2 separate regions of the Arachis hypogaea genome follow, and region 2 is linked to region 1. Evidence: chromatin contacts called from public Hi-C data. All regions are on one chromosome and are shown on one strand. Each heading gives the region's core, a stretch centred on a gene start, on an enhancer-like site or on the middle of the called end of the contact. The rest is flanking DNA. Distances are from core to core; before and after follow the strand shown.

Evidence for each region. Hi-C and Micro-C count contacts between places; a contact is called where the count stands out from the background.
Region 2: a Hi-C map of leaf shows a contact between it and region 1, with 3 times the contacts expected there. The contact joins the promoter of LOC112790509 here to the promoter of LOC112790506 in region 1. A contact is called at or near these places in 2 of 8 Hi-C or Micro-C datasets (both in leaf).

The regions. Positions count from the first base shown.
Region 1 is chr3:47,109,568-47,112,443 of arahy.Tifrunner.gnm2.J5K5, reverse strand. It overlaps LOC112790506 (GCN5-related N-acetyltransferase 6, chloroplastic), which reads right to left and starts at 1,310. Exons shown (of 9, transcript XM_025832944.2): 1 at 885-1,310; 2 at 525-771; 3 at 377-429. The coding sequence starts at 994.
Region 2 is chr3:47,327,114-47,330,031 of arahy.Tifrunner.gnm2.J5K5, reverse strand. LOC112790509 reads right to left here and starts at 1,529. Exons shown (of 15, transcript XM_025832948.3): 1 at 991-1,529; 2 at 450-695. The coding sequence starts at 1,284.

The DNA.
Region 1 (2,876 bases), core at 61-2,560:
CGATCAAAAACTACTAGTAGTTAAAACAATGCCCAACAATTCCTATTGACTATAAACTAAATTGGTTTTCAAAGAATTTCAGATTGAACACTTTGCTCCTGAATAAAATTTTAATCTCTAGAAGTCCTAGAGAATCATTTTGGTCCCTTCATCATTTTGAGACCTAATGGTCTTATAATAAAATTTGTTAGGGGCTTATACGTCCAATAAACATATTAAAAATTTGATTGAAAGCGAGGAATGAGTCTTAACAAAGACCAAAGTGTCCCATTTAAAATTTATTGGTGCCAACGTTTACTCGTACCTATCTTAATATGGTTTATATTTATATTATAGAATTCTCAAAAACCAAATTTCTGATGTATATGTATCATACCTTTCATACATTCTATTCTCCCATTGACATTCTGATCTCAGCCATGCCGCTGTCTACCACAACATTTAAAATAAACACATAAATACATAGAAATCAATGTTCCTTTCTTTAAAAAAAAAAAAAAATCAATATTCAATAAATGACATACCCAATATTCTTCATCAAGCACAGCTTCACGCGCAACAAATTCCCCGAATTCAAACCTATTTCCTTGAGCCACTTCTTGATCAGATGGCTGCAACCGTTCAAATCGAAGATTCTTGGACCCTAAATTTTCGGTTTTTGGAATCGGTGGCCTTAAATGCTGCACACAAAGTTCTTCTTTCTTCTTCAAATTAGTCGTCGTCTTATTATCATTAGTGTTTTCCAATATTGGGGAAGATTTCGTATGTGCCCTATTCGTGTTCAATATCCCAAAATAAATAAATAAATAAAAACCCAACAAAATAAAATGGTTCGAAAAAAAAAGAAGATATACGATGAAAGAAAAACAATATTTGAAAGTTACATGGACCATGAGGCAACAATTTTTGGGCATTTGAAACAGCTAATGGACCGATTGAAGAACAAAGCATGCAACTCAGGTCTGTGTGTTGGAATTGTTGCCATGGGAGGCATTCTTTCCTTTTGTTCACTGGTGATTCAACGGTTTGTTGAATGAAAAATAATGGAAATTGAGAAGAAAATTATGGCAATTATTTATGTTTTGGTAGCCTCAGCGCTCAGTTATTGAATTTGGATATACTTGCTGTGAAGCAACTAACCCCGCTTTTTTTTATATATTGTTCCACCATGCAAATATGTTGTGGAAGAGGGAGAAAATTACCCGCTGTTTTTGTGAAGAAAATTTGGTGATGATGGCAATATCTGTCGTGATTCTTGGCCATTAGTTGAGAGGTTCAGGATTTGGTGTTATTCGGAAGGTGTTCTCCAAATCTAATTCACTATCATTGAGTTATAATCATAGCTGCTCCAATGAATCAATGACACGTGGGTTAAATGGACCTCCATTCCTCTTTTAACAATCTAACTGTTTTAAATAGGAATGACAAGGAATATCCATGGACTCCTTTCGTTTTCGGTGTCAATAGAAAATTGCCTTTTATTTCTGCTCATTTTTTTTTTATGGGTTTTTATTTATTTTGTTCAGGCAGAAGCAAATATTCGTGAGTATTTGTAGATATTAAATTTAAAAAAATTATTTATGATAAAATTTTATATAATTTAATTGAAATATAATAAATTAAATCCAATTCAAATACATTCAATATTAGTAAATCTAATTATTCAACTAAATCTCCAACATACAAACTAAACTAAAATAAAAAATTTTTTAACTTAATAAATCTTGGTCGACGATTATAGTTTAATGATAATACTCCTTTCTTGTAATGATATAAATTTAAATAATTAGTTGGTGCAAATTTAGATATTATGCACATTATTAATTTGTTTTTAAATAAATTTGAAAAAAAATAAACATATACTTACATCATGTATAATTATATATAAAGGGTATTTAAGAAATTTCACTCTAGTGAAAATTTAACGGGTACTTCAACTCCTTCTCTCGTTCTCATTTATTTGTGGGGACGGATCCCCATTTCCATGAGGACTTAGCAGGTCTCCATTTTTTTCTCCATCGCGGTAATCCTAGCGAATGCCCACAGATTTGGATTATTTTTCAATCCCTCAATTAGAGCCTCTTGCTCCACAGAAAATATTAAAAAAGAGTCTTACTATATACATCTAAGTCTTTTTGACAACCAAGTCAAGCCAAGTTGGTCCAAACCCAACAAAACCCACTCACACAACATGCGTGTGAAATCACACCGTTCTTCTTCTTCGTGTTTCTTCGTGTGCTTTCTCCTCCTTTTTCTATTGGTGTTGTTGTTGCTGTATTTTATTTTTCTTTTTCTTTTCCTCCTATTCCTCATATGATATTACGTTATTTATTTATTTTAATTTTTTTCTTCTCTTTTTTTTGTTCTATTCTTTTTACCAAAGTGAAACAAGAAGAATTATGAGAAAATAAAATAAGAAAAAAAAAGATAAAAGAAAAGAAGCAATAGAAAATGAGGAGGAGGAAGAGGAAGAGTTTTGAATTATATAAAATTTATCATAACAATAACACCGAAATTTCTTAACAATAACACATAAATTTTTTAGTTTTGACACCGAAATTTTACTACAAAAACACAAAAATATCTTATTTAATGTTGCATTTTTTCTGTTGCTCTTATTTCTTTTTTTAGGAGCATTACTTCTCATATTAGATTTGAATGAACATCTTTCTACTGTATTGCATTCTTATTTATCAGAGAATAGAATCACCAACAAACAAAATGTGAGGACATATACTAATCTAGGATGATGTTGCAAACCTGTGCAAATTCTACAGCTAAGAACACAAACTTTGTCAAGTGGTGCTTAAGCGTTGATCTTTGTAACATATCCAGCATAAACCACAGTACATTCACTGAATTTGGAGGTCCCAATA
Region 2 (2,918 bases), core at 280-2,779, 220 kb before region 1:
AAAATTATAAAAGTTAATTGATTTATTTTTATTATTTTTAAATTAAAAACTTATAAAAAAGGTTCCAAATTAATTACTATGACTTTCTGAGATTTTAATAGTTTAAAAGGTGGTGACTTAACAAATAAATCATCTAATAAGCATGTCTTCTATGCTTCCTTAAGATTCATTGTCACTGTCATATTAAGATATTCATAAGTATTTGAGAGAACGCATGTAGATTAGAGGACCAAGTTGTGCATACAGTGCTTATTTCAATTCGTAACATTTGCAGTATGCTTCATTTGTTCCCCCCAAATTGAGTTCTTCTCTATTCCAGAATTCAGAAACAAACATAACCAATATAACATTCCTAAGTTGCTTAGCAAGCATCACTATCTACTACGTCTTCATCACACAATCATTCCATGAAAACTAAACACATGGCAAGAATGATTAAAAATACGCACCGGAAATCCAGTTGGTAATTCGAGAGACAAGAGCATCTCATCATTTATATCAAGCCCCTCGAGCTCCAACCACCTCAACTTACCATCACTTTTCTCTTTTGCTTCTCGAACCTCACTCTCCAGAACCTCTGTAACACTGCCACGTGTATCACTCAAAGCTCCATCATCTTCTCCCTCTGCATTCAAATTAATATCCACACACATCAACGCCCCCATCCTCTCCGCCAATCCCGGAACCTCATGCAGCTACACACAAAACAGAACAAAAAAGTTAAATTAAAATAAAAAGCAAAATAAACTAAAATCAAGAAATAACAGTTACAATGTCAATAAGGCTATTTTTTCTAGTCTAAAATTATTAACATTTGATTATAATATAGTTTCAACAGCTTACCAATCATCATAAGCATTTCATTGCTAAAAGCTTAAAACACCTGTGTTTTTTTTCATGTGTTACCGAAACATGCTCCAAGCATAAATTATAAAGTTTACAGAGAGAGAAAGAAACCCTAGAGAGAGAGAGAGAGAGATTTCGAAGTACCTGCTTGTAAGCATCGGTGAGTCTGAAGGTCCAAGCATGGTCGACGAGGAAGACGTCGGAGTGCTTTGCCATGGATTCCGCGGTGAGGACGAGGAGCCTCTGGCGGCCTTCCTCGCATGGCTCGATCTGGAAGTAGTTACCGCCGTCGAAGCACTCGGCGGAGAGCTTCTGGAAGAGGCGGCGGTGGAGGGACTCGGGCAAGCCCGAAGCAGCGAGGAGTATGGCGTGTACTTTTGCGAACTCCTCGTAGGTCTCTATTCTCTTGGTGGCGTTGGCTGCAGCAATTGTTACCATGGTCCTCTGCTCTCGCTGTTTTCCACTTTTCCTGTTTATGGCTGCAGTGCTGCACTATTCACTCCAGAATGCTTTGCACTTAGCTGAGACACAGTGAACTGAAATTAACCAAAGGAGAGTGTTGGGCCTGAAGTCGGATGGAATTTATATGAATTTTGAAGAAGATATTGGGCCTACATAGCCGATTTATTTTTGGAGTTAGACTCTTCTGTACCAACACCCCATCCAGAAAAAACCCTAAGACCAACACAATACCAAGAAAAGCTATCTACATTTCATAGTTATAAGAATCGAACCGAAAATCGAATCGGTTAGGTTATTGGATCACTGAGTTATTAGTTTAACCAGAAGATTGCTAATCGAACCGATTAACTCGATATAATTAAATGATTATATAAAATTTATTTATTTTTTATTATAAATAATTTTATTTTGGTTTTATAAAAATAATTATCATTTTCAAATTTTAATACTTTATTAATTAGTTTATATTTATTTTATTATTATGTTATTATAAGTAAAAACTCACGTACAGTTGTTTTCATGTGAAAATGATATTTAAGAATCGTTCGTTAGATGATTTGACAAGTTTGACTAAATATCATCTAACGATTTTCAACTATTAACTTCATATGAAAACAACTGCATGTGAGTCTTTACCTATTATTATATAATTTATTAAAAAATGATATTAATAGATATCATATAATCAAGAAAAAAAAATTGTGATTAATAAATTTTTTTATTTATCTTTTTAATTTGTATATATTTAATAATATTTATAGTTAAATAAAATATAATTAATTTAAAAATAAGTGACTTTATAATTAAAATAAATCGAATATAAATAAAATAAAAGATTGCTATATATATTTAATTTGTACATAGATTAGTAAGAAGCACTGTAGCTGGGTGGTACAATCATCCTTGTTGCATTCTAGAGTGAACTAGAGTGAAAGCGTTTAAAACCCATGTTGGCCATTTTAAAAAATTTTCCAAAATTCACAAGCTTTGACACTTGGCAAGATATGGAGCACGGTGGAACGCTGGTGCATCGACGCGTCGTAGGTTTCCCTTCAACTGCAACCCAAGCGGTTTGGTCTGGATTTGACCGATTTGTGTCGGTTTTCTATCTTAAGCGGTCTTAACCTTGGACTAGACTTGTATTAAGTCTGGTTTACCGATTTTTCGGTCAAACCGGCCAATTCGGTCCAATTTTAATAACTAGGCTACATTTAATTAATAGAGATAAAACAAAAAAGCTACCGATCTAAGCTTTTTACTTAACCAAATTAAAATAATAAAATGAAAACGTATATAACTAAATTTCACGTACATGTCATGTGTCATCCTCTTCTTCCTTCTCCTTCTATATCTTTTTCTCTCTCTCTTTTCTCTTCTTCTTTGTTTTTTTTATTATTATTATTATCTTAAAAAATAACAAGCAAAAATAAGAGAAAAAAATTGCATAACAAAAAGAATAAATAAGAACAACAAAAAATCAAAAAAAAGAATAAGAAGCAGCAAAAAAAGCTATTGTCAAGAAATTGTTGTGTCAAGTCTAAAATCTTAAAAATTTTTGGTTAAAAATTTTTTTATGTCATAGTTAAAAAATTTTTACGGTTCTAAAAACT